Regions from separate parts of the Mus musculus genome. Here regions 2 and 3 are each linked to region 1. Evidence: chromatin contacts called from public HiCAR-type and promoter capture Hi-C data. All regions are on one chromosome and are shown on one strand. Each heading gives the region's core, a stretch centred on a gene start, on an enhancer-like site or on the middle of the called end of the contact. The rest is flanking DNA. Distances are from core to core; before and after follow the strand shown.

Region 1 (4,546 bases), core at 1,319-3,818:
GTTGCATGTGTCTTGTGGTTGCCTGATGCTGTTTATTTCGGTTCTTTTCCTCTGGCTTGATGTTGGCTCTGTTGTTTATACTTCACTAATCTCCTCCTCTGTGCCATCATCTCTCATCAATCCCATTCAGAGTCCTTTCCATTTTATAATCTCTGATTTCCATCTTTAGAAGTCGGCTGAGGCCTTTTTTATATTGTATGTGGTGTTCTGGACGTATGGATTTGACTGTCATTCTTAAGAGCATCTTTATCTTCTGATCCTAACATCTATATCACTGGCGGGTTAGTTCTGATTGCCTGATTTTTCTGCCTTTACTCTGAGCTGTGGTGTCCTGATTCTCTGTACGTACAGATTTTTCCCACAATTTCACCTCTGTACACTTTGCTTACCAACCCCTCTGGTCTCCTAGCTCCCCACCACTCCACCCACCCTCCTTCCTACCTCACAAATAGCTTTTGTGCATTCATGTCTGCTTGTTTTGCTTTGTGACCCAACCAGGATTAACCAGGGCCATCTGTGTGACAGTGGGTTTAGAGCTACCCATTAGAATGTAGTGAGCTCTCAGCAGAATCTGTTGGCAGCCAGCTTTTGAGAGGGGCAGGGTAGACTAAGTGTTGATAAGGCCATGGCCTACTGTCTGTGGCTCTTGAGTTAATAGTCCTGGGGTTCTCTGAGCTCTGACCGAAAGCGTTTCACATTCCTAGCCCTTCCTCAGTTCCCACTCTCCTCGCACACTGCTCGCTGAGGTTTAGATGGTGGTAAAGTTACTTGCTTAGAGTTGGGCCAAAATCTGTGGCTTTTTTCTACATTTTGGGCAGTGTCTGTGTTCACTCTGTTCATTGTAAGAATAGGCTTCCCTGCTTCAGGCTCTGTCTAAGGTGTGAGCAGAGAGGTATTTAGAAGGCAGTCAGTGTAGTTAACCACAGAAACACATCTCCTGCATGGGTCTACTACCTCAGCCCAGACTTGGGTTGTTAGCCAGGCTAACAGTACTGGACATCAGTTCAGCACATCCCGCTATGGTCTTGAATGCATTCAGAGAACCCTATGGAAAATTTTTAAGTGGATGCCAACAGTGGAAATTTGCCCTTTTAGGTATTAAGTTCTGTATTTCCAGAAGTACTTGAACATGGTCCCTAGATAGTCTTAATCTCTTAATATCTTGATCCCCTCAGGTCTTGGTTTTGGTTAAAGCAGTTTATGAGGTGGAACGGGGCCAAGTTTAGCTAGACCACATTTGGATCTCCTTGTAAATAAGTAGGGATGGGCACCCTTAGGCCTCTGCTTGGTGTATGTGACCTTGAGCTTCCCCAGGCTAGCTTGTGGGGAAGGCGCTCTCCCGGCCCTGTGAGGCCTTGTGTTGTGTGCTTTGTTGTCCTCCTGTGGTTCTTTGCTCCTCAGACCGCCTACAGATCTCAAGGGTCTCCCCTGTGGTTTCCCTGTCCTCCCAGTTCCTAGCCCTCTCTTGGAGCTGTGAGCAGGGCCAGCACAATCCCCTCCTTGGTTCCTTACTTCTGGGCATAGGCTTATTTCTGTAAATCTTGCCTAATACAAACCACTGGGTCGCGGGTTGTATTTGATTTTGGTTCTTTCCTACGGGAGGGTAAGTCTCTGTTACTCCACTGAGCCAGAAGCAAAGGCTCACTCGATTATTTAATATTGTTAAGCATGTTTGCTTGTTTTTCTTCTTTCCAATTTCAACTTGCATTCCTGAACACTTAAAGTGAGATAAGGGCCAGTGTTCCTCAGGGTACAGCTGGACACTCGTTCATGTCTCAGTGGGCCTAGAGTTTTAGATGTATATGGCTCTTGGTGTTAATATCAGAAGAAATGGTGTTGATTCCTCCTGCTGTGAATCTGATCGTGCAGGGACCTGCCTCTCACAGCACAGCGTACAAAGACGTGCTCCTCATCCTGCTCTTCCTCCAGGACCTAGCTCATGGCCTTTACCTTCACTAGCTCAGACAGTGATGGAGAACATTCTTGGAGCAGGAAGCAACAATTCTAGCTACTTTCATTGAATGTAGTGTCAGACACCAAAGTAGTTACCATGCTTCAGATATGTGTAAGGGCAGTCAGTTAACAGTGGTGGCTTATTTAGGCAGGAAAAAAAAACAAAAACAAAACCCTACAAATACAGAAACAAATTTTGTTTTGTTTGATTCTAAGATTAACTTTACTGTTCCTCATTATTGGATGAAAACTGAAACCAAAAAAAGTGGAAGCTGGTCATGAAGCCAGCGAGGGCTCCTCACCTCCTCTCGCCCTGAACTCTGTCTGTCTTTCAGCCTGCTCTCAAGTACGTGCTGTACGCGCTGGTTGGTGTTGTGGGGCTTGTAACCCATTATGTGCTGCCTCAGGTGAGGAAGCAGCTCCCCTGGCACTGCTTCTCCCGGCCTCTGCTGAGGACAGCCGAGCACAGTCAGTATGAAGTCCGAAGTGAGTATGTCTCTGCCGCCCTCGGGCTCTGCCCACTCTGGTATGCCCGTGGTGAGTTAAGCAGACAGCATTGAGTCACGCTTTAGCTCTGGCTTCTTGCAGTGGGTTTGAAGCTTCCGGTGAAGTGTCGCCTGCAGGGCACTGTCTTCTGCTAAAAGAGCAGCAGCTGTGCTCCCAGGCCGTCTTCCGAGAGTAGACCTACACTTCCTGCTCTACCTCTCACACCTGTCCCTAGTGTGTCTGGCGTGTGACTTCTCTAACGTCCCCGATCCATCTTCTCCCTAATCAGTATACAAGCAGCTCAGTCCCCATCCAGTCCTCCATTTGAAAGGTTTTAATTTAAGCATAAGGAAGGAAGGAAGGCCTTTGTCCCTTATGCCACAAGAAACACTGTCTTACTTAAGAACAGTAGTGACAGTCCTTTCTGTAATTTCTGCTCAGATCTGGGTAAGCAGTGAAGTGACTGGAGAAGAGAGGAAGGCCTGTCCATTCAGCCAGCTTCTCCCTCCACTGTAAACTCTGACTCACTCTTCCTTGTCCGTTGGTCCTGTGACGGGCTGTGCTACACACAAGTGACTGAATGTAGCAAGCTTTCCTCCTTGGACTTGAGTGAAGTACTGTGAAGAGGGTGACTCAGCCAGTCATTTGAGTATGAGTTGATATTTTTGAAGAACATTGAAGCCTTTGAAGCTGTAGCAGAGTTGACTTTCTGTTCTCACAATGGGCCTCTTAATGAACCTGACTGAAGCCGTGTGGTCCTGGTGCTGCCCACAGCCTGGACGCTGGAGAGGCCACCGAATACTAATGAGCAGAGAGTGGGACGATGCTCTGGAGACCTTTTAGTAAGGGAAACTAAAGGAGACTGTGAGGCTGGTGCTGCCAGCCTCTGCACCGGAAACGTAGCCCACAGAGACAGGCTCTGGTTTGCTTTTCTATGATGAAGCATTTCCCACTTTTATATATAAATATACCAAATAGTTCATTTTTAAAATCAATAGTTTTATTGGTTGCTTTAATCAGTCTAAAATGTTTACAGATTTTGAATTGCCATAACATTTTTGACTTCTTGAAAATACTGAACTATAGAACTAAACTGGTTTTGTTTTGTTTTGGGGGGTGTTTTGGTTTTTTCTTTGTACTGATATTAGAAATGTAAAGACTGCCTAGCAGCCTGGCGTAGTGCTTTTAGAGAGCCAAAGAGCTTACCACCTTAACCACCATATGCCACTAGTGAAGAAACGCCTTATAAGCTGGGTGACTGTAAACTATGAGTGTGTGCATCTAGAGCATAGACTTTCCTATTGAGAAGTCAGGTGCTTTAGTAGCGCTTACTTATCTAGGATTGAGTACAGCCCGAGAACCTTTAGCAACTTTTCCTATATACAAATGTAGAAAATGAGAAAAATTATAGTGAAAAATAAGATCTCAAGAAATGAAATGCTGGAGATGCGGGTGCATGGTGAACAGTTGGCTCCTATGTGCTAAGGCCCCGGGGTGACACGTAGCTTTACACAACAGCTTATAAAAGTAAAGTTAGCCAAGTATGAGTTATGTCTAGGTCAGAAACTGTGTATTTGCGTATGCGTGTGCATATGCGTGTGTGTGCACCTGAATGTGTGTGTGTGTGTACACGTGTGTATGCCTGCATGCATGCGGTCGATCACATAAAAGTAGACATTGAAGTACGGGCTTCGTATGGTTTTGTACTCATAGCATTGAGCTAAACTTGAGTCCTAAGGCCATCCTTTCTGCTTACCGTATGCCCGACTGCCTTGAGCACTGTATGCATTGTGATCTCTGGACTTGTTGCCTCTCAGATGCAGCCACTATGATGTGGTTCGAAAAACTTCATGTGTGGCTTCTTTTTGTGGAGAAGAATATCATCTATCCACTGATTGTCCTCAACGAGCTTAGCAGCAGTGCAGAGACAATTGCCAGCCCAAAGAAACTAGATACAGAGTGAGTATATAGTCACCCGATCCATGTCCTTAGATTAGAACAATAATAAACAACACCTTACACACGTGGTGAAGCATCTTGAATCATTGGTCAGATGCCACTAAACATGTTTCTGTCACACGGCATCAGAAGAGGGACCGCTCAGGTG
Region 2 (4,546 bases), core at 1,479-3,978, 440 kb after region 1:
GATTACTCTCCTGTCAGACACAGTAGTACTAGGGCCTGGAGAGAGGACTCAGTGGTTAAGAGCACTAGATGCTCTTTCAGAGAACCTGGTTTGGTTCCCAGCACCCACATGGCAGCTCACAATTGTCTGTAACTCCAGTTCCAGGGGCTCTGACACCCTCTTCGGCTTTCTATGGCCACCACATGCACAGGGTTCATTGATATATACACAGGTGAAGCACCCATACTCACAAAATAAAGTAAAAGTGGATCTTAATATAAAATGTGCCCCGGATATAGTTGAACTAGGTTCCTCTAATCAGTCAGCACTACAGCTGCCTCCAGACACATCCTGGGCCCTGCCATGGTCATTGAAGTCTGAGTGGCTGGGAGCAAGTCTTACTCTAGCAAGTGCAGAACACAGAGCAAGTGTCTGAGGGACACTGTTGAGGGTGGTGCTCTCACCCTGCGTGTATATGGAAAACCCTGTGGTGACTAGACATTAACTAGCAAAAGCCTGGCTTACCATGGTGATGGAAGATTCTTAGAGGTGGCCTGCTGTGGCTTCCCATCACAGTCTCCAGAGTAGCCTTGGTAGTTCTCTTGCCATGTGTGGCCATAATGTTTTGTGTTATATCTTAGCCCCTGTAACACCATTCCTGTTTCAACAGTTAACAAAGCACACTGATTTGGTTATATTTGCTTTTAGCAAATTATAAATTCTAAAATCCAAGACTTTTCAGCTCTTCTAGATCTTCCACAGGAAGGAACCCTGGCTAAGGTAGGTGTTAGGGATGGGCAGTAGTTCACCAGTTCGTAGTATTTGCTTCTCTTGCAGAAGACCTAGGTTCAGTTCTCAGCACCCACATTGGGCAGCTTACAATCTCGATTGCTGTCCAACACCCTTTTTTGGCCTCTACAGGTACCAGGCGTAAGAGTGATGTTTATGTATATACAGCCAAAGCATTCATACATGTAACATGAAGATAAATAGGATCGGTCCTGTGCTTACAGCCAAAGCATTCATACATGTAACATGAAGATAAATAGGATCGGTCCTGTGCTGTTGAGACAGAGTCTCATGGAGAAATAGGTACTTGTGAGATAGTCCATTCTTTGTGATGTGATGTGATATTACATGGAATAGACTGCTATAGGATTTGAAGAGGTTCTGCTCTGTGCATTCAGATACAGTATTGGAGAATTGGGGGTTAATAGGAAGATAGGAAGGCATTCTAGGTAGGCTGTGGATGAATGGAAAGTATGGATACAGTGGTACTCTGAATCTTAGTCAGCCAATCCAGAATACAAGATATGGGGAGCAATTAAGGTTGCATGGGTGTGAGAATGGAATCAGATTGGATGGTGCAGCGCCTTGAAGAAGGTGACAGGGTGTTTCAGGAAATATAAAAAAGAATGTCAAGTTCCCACGCTACTGCCAGCAGTTCTCTGCCTCGGCGGGCTAGCCAGCCTGTTCTTATCTTGTGAAGTCTCTCTGGCCCAGAGCTCCCGAAACGTTTCCCCCTAGCTTGCAAGGTTCTTACTGGCGGGTCACTACCATGCCAGCTCAGTGCTTCAAACCTCCCACAGCCTTTGTGGTGCACATCTGGCAAACCCACGCTTTGCTGTCATACCTTTCTCTCTTGAACCCAGTCAAACCACTGCAAGAATGAAAACACTACACAAATTTATTTCAGAAACGACAGTAACTTAGTCTTGCTGGGAACAACTAAAATCCTAATCTTATAAACCTTATTAAATCTAAATCCAACGGTAGCGAATCCTGACAGACCCACCATTGAAACCGGGAGACTCTAGTTGGTACATCTTGTTCTCACTCCTCTCCAAAATGCTCTAACTCTCTCCTGCTTCCTCTCTTCCTCCATACAACCTGGAATTCCTGCCTACGTCCCCAGTGATTTGCTCCTTTATTCATTAGGGGATGGTTCACAAGTCACCAGAGTAGGTGACTCATTCCTCACAACCCCTCCCAGGAGAGCGGAATTGGCATCAAAATACAAGCAAACCCGGGGCTGTCCACAGCTACAGGGTTTTGGTGATGTCTTATGGACAAGGCAGACTTTAGAGAAGCCTCTAGCACTGGTTGGCATTGTGGAAGAACATCGGTAGGAGCTATTGGAGGGGTGGGATGGAGAGAGCCTGGAAGTCGGGAGACCGTTGGGTGGAAGAGATCAGAGGGCAGTCATGGTGGAGCCCATGACGTCAAGCCATACTTTCAAGACCACTACCTATGGTGCCAGGACACATTTTGTGTGTAGTCCACAAATGTGCACATTAGGACAATTAACTCTGAAAGTTAGGAGGCAAAGGAAGCATGGCTTCAGTGTGCTTAACTTGTTAGAACAAATAGAGGAGGGACCGGTTCCACTCACAACACGGGAGGAAAGCTGTTAGATTTGAAGAGGCTTGATTTGAATTGCTAAATCTCCTCAAGTCTCTCGGATTAAGGAGCAGTATCTAGGAGACAGCCAGAGAGAACTCTGATCTGCCTCATAGGTCAATGCAGTGCTAGACTCTGAGCAGCTCTCCTTACCTCCTTCTCTCCCTAGGAAAGCTTCCTGGACTGGGTCTCTGAGCCCTTCTGCCACCTGCTGAGCCAAACACCTCCCATCTGTAGACTCATTGGAGGAATGGCTTCGTTCCAGCCAGCCAGGCTCTGGCCCAGGGTTTCCACTCTGCTTGGAACCAAAGATGACTTCACATTAGAAGTCTGTAGACCATGCCAAACCCATACAGACTGTCAATCAGTGGAAGGACTCCTTGCCTTCTCTGTGGACAGCAGCTCATAGAAAATGCAGTAGACTTGGCCAAGCAACCTAGCCTATTGTGGCTTAGGGTGAATGACTTAGACCCCATTTCTTCTGCTATCACATGGAAGCAGCCTGCCCTAGTGGGAGGCCAGGCATCTGCAGGCAGCATTTGAAATAAAGTTGCTTTGTTATTAAGTCTGCTCAAGTTGTCAACACTTACAGATATCCCTGTGGCTGCCTGCCCCACTGCCGACTAGAATAGATAGGATCGGGGGAGAATGTGTCTGTCTTGCCCACAGAACTCCAGCCTCGGCCTTGAGAGTCAGCTGAGCAATATGCTGAGGCCCAGACACAGCACACCTCTACTGAGAAGTTATCTAAATGTATCATTTTAATCAAATCCAACACGTGCAATTACAGAAATTTTTTAAATGTGTTTTTAGTGTGATGCTACTATCAACCAAAATTATAAAAACTAATTGTCAGAGCCTGACTATTGCAAACTGAGTAATGAGATAGAAAACAAAGAAGCACATGGGGACTGTGCTCTCACAGTGAGAACCTGGAATCAACTGGTTATCCAGTTGTCACTGGCATCCAGTTCCACCCCCCCCCCCCGCCCCCAGCCTGGCGACTGCACAGTATTTCACTGATTGAATCCTGGCAGCTTTTTTTGGAGTCATGTATATTTTCCAGGTCTTTTCCCCCTGAAATTTTTGAGGGGTTCTCACTCCTGGAGGCAGTTTTCCAGCTTTTCCCATAGGGGCAGTGTTGGGGGAGGTTTCTCTTATGGGCTTCCAGCTGACTTCACTTCCCACTCTCTCTATGGGGCCTCTGCTTTTGTGGTCTTTACATGATATCTTCTACTGTGCCTTGGGGTTTTTCCCCCTGAGTTATTGACTTCCTATCTTCACTTCATACTTGCAGGCTGTCTCCTGGTTCGGACATCTATGTGACAGTCTCATCCATGGCTTTGGCGAGATCCCAGTGCCGTAACTCTCCCAGCAACTTGTCTTCGTCCAGTGAGACTGGCTCTGGAGGTGGTACCTACAGACAAAAATCCATGCCCGAAGGGTAGGTATGGCAAGGAGTCCATCTTCAGTATCCTGTGTTCAGACAGGCCACACAGAACTGCATGAAACCAGCAGAGAAGAGGTAGCCAACCCTCCAGATAGAAGACTGTCCCAGCGTCTAGGTCAGACCACTGAAGAACATGGTCAGTCCTGTGTGGCAGCAAAGTCAGATAGCATCAGTTCCTTCATCACACGGACCAGTCAGTGCCACTAGAAGGATTTTGTCTTGTATTTCCTCCAAAGTGAACGCAGCAGAATACTCCTTGCAGTGTAGTTCGGATTGCTGCTGATACAGAGAAAATGATAACCACGCCCAGAGCTTAACGTTGTCTTGTAAGAGGCCTGTGTTTTGTTGGTTTTCTGTTGTTGGGTTTTTCCAGACAGAGTTTCTCTGTGTAGATGTCCTGGAACTCTCTCTGTAGACCAGGCTGGCCTTGAGCTCATAGGGATCCTCCTGCCTCTGCTTCCCGAGGACTGGGATTAAAGGCTTGGGCCACCATTACCCAGCAATTTGTTTTGTTTTGTTGTTTTGTTTTGTTTCAATCTTCCTTGACACTAAATTCCCAGAAGGAACTGTTTGTTTCTGACAAAACTTATAGAACAGGCCCTAGGTTTTGTCTGTAGCACCACTAGAAAACAGAACAAAACTTTCAAAGGAAGGGAAATGCACAAAGTTTAAAGGTCACTGAAGGCTGAGGATGCTGGAGTGTCTGAGGCTTGGAAG
Region 3 (4,546 bases), core at 966-3,465, 280 kb after region 1:
CTGGCTGAGGGGTCAGAGGAAAGCAGTCTGGTAGTGTGAACTGGGAGGCAGAGAGGCACTGTTGGAGCGTGCAAGCACCTAGCTGAGACTGCTGCCTGGTTTCCGACCTTACTCTTGTGTGCTGCCGCTGCTGCTGCTGCGCACCTCCCTCTTGGACAAGTTGCAAAGCTGTGGGCTGGTTGCTATGGGAATTGATGGGTGCTCCTGGCAGAGGGAGAAGGAAAATTCTTGGAGCTGACCCGAAAATCTTCAGGGAGCCATTTTTTTTTCTTTTTCTTTTTCTTTCTTTTTCTTCTGCCTCTAGCTTTCCTACTTGCTGCTCTTGGATTTGATTGGGGGCAAACTCTCCTGGAGTCCTGAAGTCCTCACCAGGAAGACTTCTAGGAGGAGGGGTACAGGGGTTCAGCAGTTGGCTTCTGAGGCTTTGCTGAAGTCACACAGCCCCTGTCTACACTGTCCAGGAATGTGCTGCACACAGGTGCAGGGTACCCCGGGGTTAATTTCAGGGTCATGACTTCTCTGTCTTCACTAACACTCTACACAAAGACAGGTGGGACATTCATTTTTTATTCTGGATTTCTGAACTATCGGTAGAAAATGGACATTTTAGTGAGTTAGTACTCATTGGACAATAATGAAGTTAAAATGTATTTTATATAGAGTGGAGTGTGGTGATACACATCTTTAATTCCAGCACTTGGGAGGCAGAGGCATTTGGATCTCTGAGTTTGAGGCTAGCCTGGTCTACAAAGAGAGTTCTAGGATAGCCATGGCTACATAGAGAAACAAACACTGTCTTGAAAAAAGTTACCAACTTTTATTTATTTAATTAAATTGATGAGTAATTTCACTGATGTAATATAAGCTAAGTTATTTTTATGACAAATCAGGAAAAATGAATGTAAAACACCGATTTTCCCTTCAAGAGAGAATATGAGTGACTCTGGGTGTCAGTTACAGAACTTGATGGGACAAAAAGAGCCATGTACATTTCCAGTTTCAGGTCTCTGTTCTGTCATTTCTGATTTTTGTGTTTACTAGTAATGAAAATGTTTGGTAAGCCCCCACCCCCAACCCCTTACTTTGACCCGACATTGAATTCCAGGCTGAATGAGAACATCTATCTAGGTCTGTTCAAACCTTAATCATGTATGGTCTTAGTAGTGACAATCACTTAACAGAGGGACCCACATGATTCTGAGGTGCCGTGAGATGTGGATAATTCCAGTTCTCTGGAAGGGAGTCTGAGGAAGGGTTGGAAAGAAAGGGCAGTCACACACAGGTCTGGCCTGCTTAGAGCCTCTGCTCTTGTAGCCCGTGTAAGATCATGAAAAAAATTAAAGGCAAATATATTGTAAATGGTGATAGAGATGCTTTAATGATGTGGTTTGAATATGCTTGGCCCAGGACTTGGCACTTTTAGGAGGTGTGGCCCTGTTGGAATAGGTGCGGCCTTGTTGAAGGAAGTGTGTCACTGTGGGGGTAGACTTTGAGACCCTCCTCCTGGCTGCCTGAGAACATTTTGCCCCTGCCTTCCCTTGAATGAGGATGTAGAACTCTCAGCTCCTCCTGCACCAGGCCTGCCTGGATGCTGCTGAGCTCCTGTCTTGATGATAATGGACTGAACCTCTGAACCTGTAAGCCAGCCCCAAGTAAATGTTGTCCTTACAAGAGTTGCCTTGGTCATGGTGTCTGTTCACAGCAGTAAAACTCAAACTAAGACAAATGAAGTGGTGGTAACTGCAAGGCCAAGTGACCTTCACAAGGGATATTCTAGAAGCCAAGTAGAGGAGCTGACAGCCATGGGGGGTGTAGTAGTCTGTTTGTTCATAGGCATTTGCAGATTAGTCATTAGTATTTGAATGGAATCTTCTAAATAAGCTACATTTTACCAAGTGTTGACCCTTGTTTCTTAGCCTCAGAACTTTTTAACTTCTCTGGCTTTTATTTGCCAGGGAACCTTACAGAATGTCTACCAGGGCTGTGCAGGGTGACCTCCAAGGAGGTGTTACCATAGAGAAGGACTTTGGTCCCTGAGACTTGCATCAGAGAGAAGAGCTGGGAGCTGGGAGGTCTGAAGTGTGTTCATTAGCCCTACATGCTGTGCGTCAGCGGCTTCTTTAGTGTAAAAACACAACTTTTACCCCAGAGGGAGTGAGACAGTTTATTCTGGGCCAAATAAGAATGGCTGCGGCCCGGGGACACAGATTCAGGTCACCCCAGACACTGTGTTCCTATGTGGTAATAGTTGAACACAGTGTTTGTAGTAAGAGAACAAAGAACTAGCCCGAAAGGCCCTTTTCATTTATGTGGGTGGAAGTAACAGGCAGGCGGGCCTCCGCTCCAGGTCTCAGATGCTATCTAATGACATTCTTAGGTTGATGGAAGCTAGGGGTCTGTTATTGCATTCCAAAGGGGTTTACCTAATAGTCTTAAGAATGTTAGGTCAGATACAGGGGCAGACAATGGAATACTGTCAGTGGACTAAGGTAGCCCAAGATCATTTTGACTCCTATCTTTTCACAATCAGTTGATAGCCATGGCACTATGGGTAACAGAGGTGTGTCTTTGCCCTCATTTGTTCTCTTGCTATGAAATAGATGTAGCTCTTCACAGGTAAAAAACTGAGGTTCCTGATGAATCTGCTCCAGCCAGCTCATGCCATCCAAGCAAGGCTAGCCTTTTGTTAACATTGAGAGTTTTTGAGCTCAAGGCATTAAATGTTGCCTGGAGCCCCAGGTCTTATATAGTTAATTATATTGCCCTGTGTTGTTCAGGCCTAACTATTATGGTAGAGTAGAGCTGTGTATGGTGTTGGTCTCTAAAGTTGGTCTCATGCTATTTCAGTATGTGAGGCCTACCCTGTGGTGACTCAGCAGAGACACTAAGAAATGCCTAGAGGTGGCCCTTGAATTAGGCACAGCAGGAGAGATGAACTTTGGAGTTATAGGGTAGTGTTATGGGGGACTTTGTGAACAGGGCCTAAGCGAGGGAGCACAGGACTGCTGTGGGTTCAGCGTGTCTGCAGGGAAGGGCATGAGAAGGGCAGGGGAAATAGCTGAGAAGTTCAGCTGGAGCCGAGCCCTACTGAAGAATTTGGATCCTCTTTCTGTAGGCGGTGAGAAACTTTTGCTGTTTTTGAGACTGATAAGGTATCTTTTTGTTTTAAAAATCTTAAAAAGACCTAGCCAAAGTTAAAATTCGTGCCAGGTGGTAGTGCAGTTTTTAATCCCAGTTCATGGGAGGTAGAGGCAGGAGAATCTTTGTAAGTTCAAGTCCCAATTTGGTCTACATGTCGAGGTTAGAAAAAAGAAATGCAATGAAAATGAGCTGATAAGGAAATGGTGAGTGATTGCAGCTAGGCAGTGGTGGAGCACATCTTTAATCTCAGAGTTTACACAGGAGGCAGAGGCAGGCAGAGCTCTGAGAGTTTGAAGCCAGCCTGGGCTAAGAAGGAGTTAAAGATTCAATATAAATGAAAATAAAAACCAAAACAAAGCTCAGATTTACCCACGGGAAATGATTGTTTTGTGAACTAGAGTTCTGATTGCAATCCTGTTAGTGTGGTGATCAAGGTTCAGGACAAGTAGAAACACAAGATTGTTGGGAATCTGTTGGAATCTTGATTGGCATACACAGGTCTGTGTGGTGCTTATTTGTGAGTCTGAGATCTGAAGTCTACAAAGTGAGACTTCCTCATGAGCCATGTGACCAGTCAGGCAGTTTAGGTGCGACCTCCTGTTGCTTTCTTAGTTCCAGAAAAGAGCCAACTTTCCCGGTGACCTCTGTCATGTATTATTGCCCAGAATATTCCTAAGGGCCCTCCTAGTTGAACCTTTACCCATGTATGATATTTATAAAAATACAGCTTTCTGCTTGCTTTAAGCAGAGTTTATACTGCTTTACCAAGGAAATGAAAAAAGTATATGTCTTAGCACCGAGGTGAGGAGAAAGTTTGCTGGTTAGCATGGTTTTGAAGCATATTGTCTAGTTGAGTCCAGTAAGTGGTGCAGAGGAGGGCAGAGACTGAGACTGACTCGTGCACGCAGATTCCAGTCCATCCTGCTCATCACTTCCTGCTAAGTGAATCTCTAGTACCCGAGACACAGGGAGAACCAAGCAAGTGCTCTCTGGGTGGATAGGTGATGGGTGAGTCCCAGGACATCACTCCTGTCTCCCAGGAGTAGTTGTTGTCAAGGATGAAAGAACTGGTAAACTGCCTTTCGGGCTTGAGTCAGTCTTGAAGACCTTAAAATGCCTTGGTCAGATTCATCATTTCTGTGTCAGAGGCAGTCTGTAGGTACCCTTCAGTTCCTTTAGACCAAACAACCAAATAGAACTGAAGTAACTGAAAACAATCACATCTCATAGACTGACCTAAAAAATGCAAAGCATGTAGTATAACATTCTCTTCTTTAGCTTTTAAAAGGGTCAAGATCCCAAATTAACATACTTCCTTCTAAGCCAAGATTTTAGTTACTTGACTCAAAGCCCAGAGGATAGATGGAAATCCTAAGAGGCTTGCTAAAGCATTGAGCAGCAGTGA

Evidence for each region. HiCAR-type assays count read pairs that join an accessible place to other places. Capture Hi-C pulls out chosen DNA fragments and counts their contacts.
Region 2: a contact with region 1 is called in a HiCAR-type map of astrocytes, with 3 times the contacts expected there. The contact joins two enhancer-like sites. A contact is called at or near these places in 2 of 115 datasets of contacts at active chromatin or transcription factors (astrocytes and large pre-B cells) and 2 of 9 other capture datasets (adipose tissue and pancreatic islet).
Region 3: a promoter capture Hi-C map of adipose tissue shows a contact between it and region 1. The contact joins two enhancer-like sites. A contact is called at or near these places in 1 of 484 Hi-C or Micro-C datasets (the HL-1 cell line), 2 of 115 datasets of contacts at active chromatin or transcription factors (acute myeloid leukemia and memory CD8 T cells) and 2 of 9 other capture datasets (adipose tissue and liver).

What each region holds. Positions count from the first base shown.
Region 1 is chr12:81,968,958-81,973,503 of GRCm38.p6, forward strand. It overlaps Pcnx (pecanex homolog), which reads left to right. Exons shown (of 36, transcript NM_018814.3): 20 at 2,289-2,439; 21 at 4,257-4,398. Among named protein-coding and RNA genes, the nearest start is that of Gm30799, 98 kb to the right of the region's middle. Within about 2 kb of position 2,569, at least 182 of the 459 cell types and tissues checked have an H3K27ac peak or open chromatin away from gene starts, as enhancers often do. A contact at or near this core is called in the HL-1 cell line, adipose tissue and astrocytes, where this site is marked.
Region 2 is chr12:82,413,228-82,417,773 of GRCm38.p6, forward strand. Sipa1l1 (signal-induced proliferation-associated 1 like 1) reads left to right here. Exons shown (of 21, transcript NM_172579.3): 11 at 3,677-3,823. Among named protein-coding and RNA genes, the nearest start is that of Gm30916, 24 kb to the left of the region's middle. Within about 2 kb of position 2,729, at least 53 of the 459 cell types and tissues checked have an H3K27ac peak or open chromatin away from gene starts, as enhancers often do. A contact at or near this core is called in astrocytes, where this site is marked.
Region 3 is chr12:82,254,121-82,258,666 of GRCm38.p6, forward strand. It overlaps a transcript of Sipa1l1 not described here. Among named protein-coding and RNA genes, the nearest start is that of Sipa1l1, 55 kb to the right of the region's middle. Within about 2 kb of position 2,216, at least 51 of the 459 cell types and tissues checked have an H3K27ac peak or open chromatin away from gene starts, as enhancers often do. A contact at or near this core is called in the HL-1 cell line and adipose tissue, where this site is marked.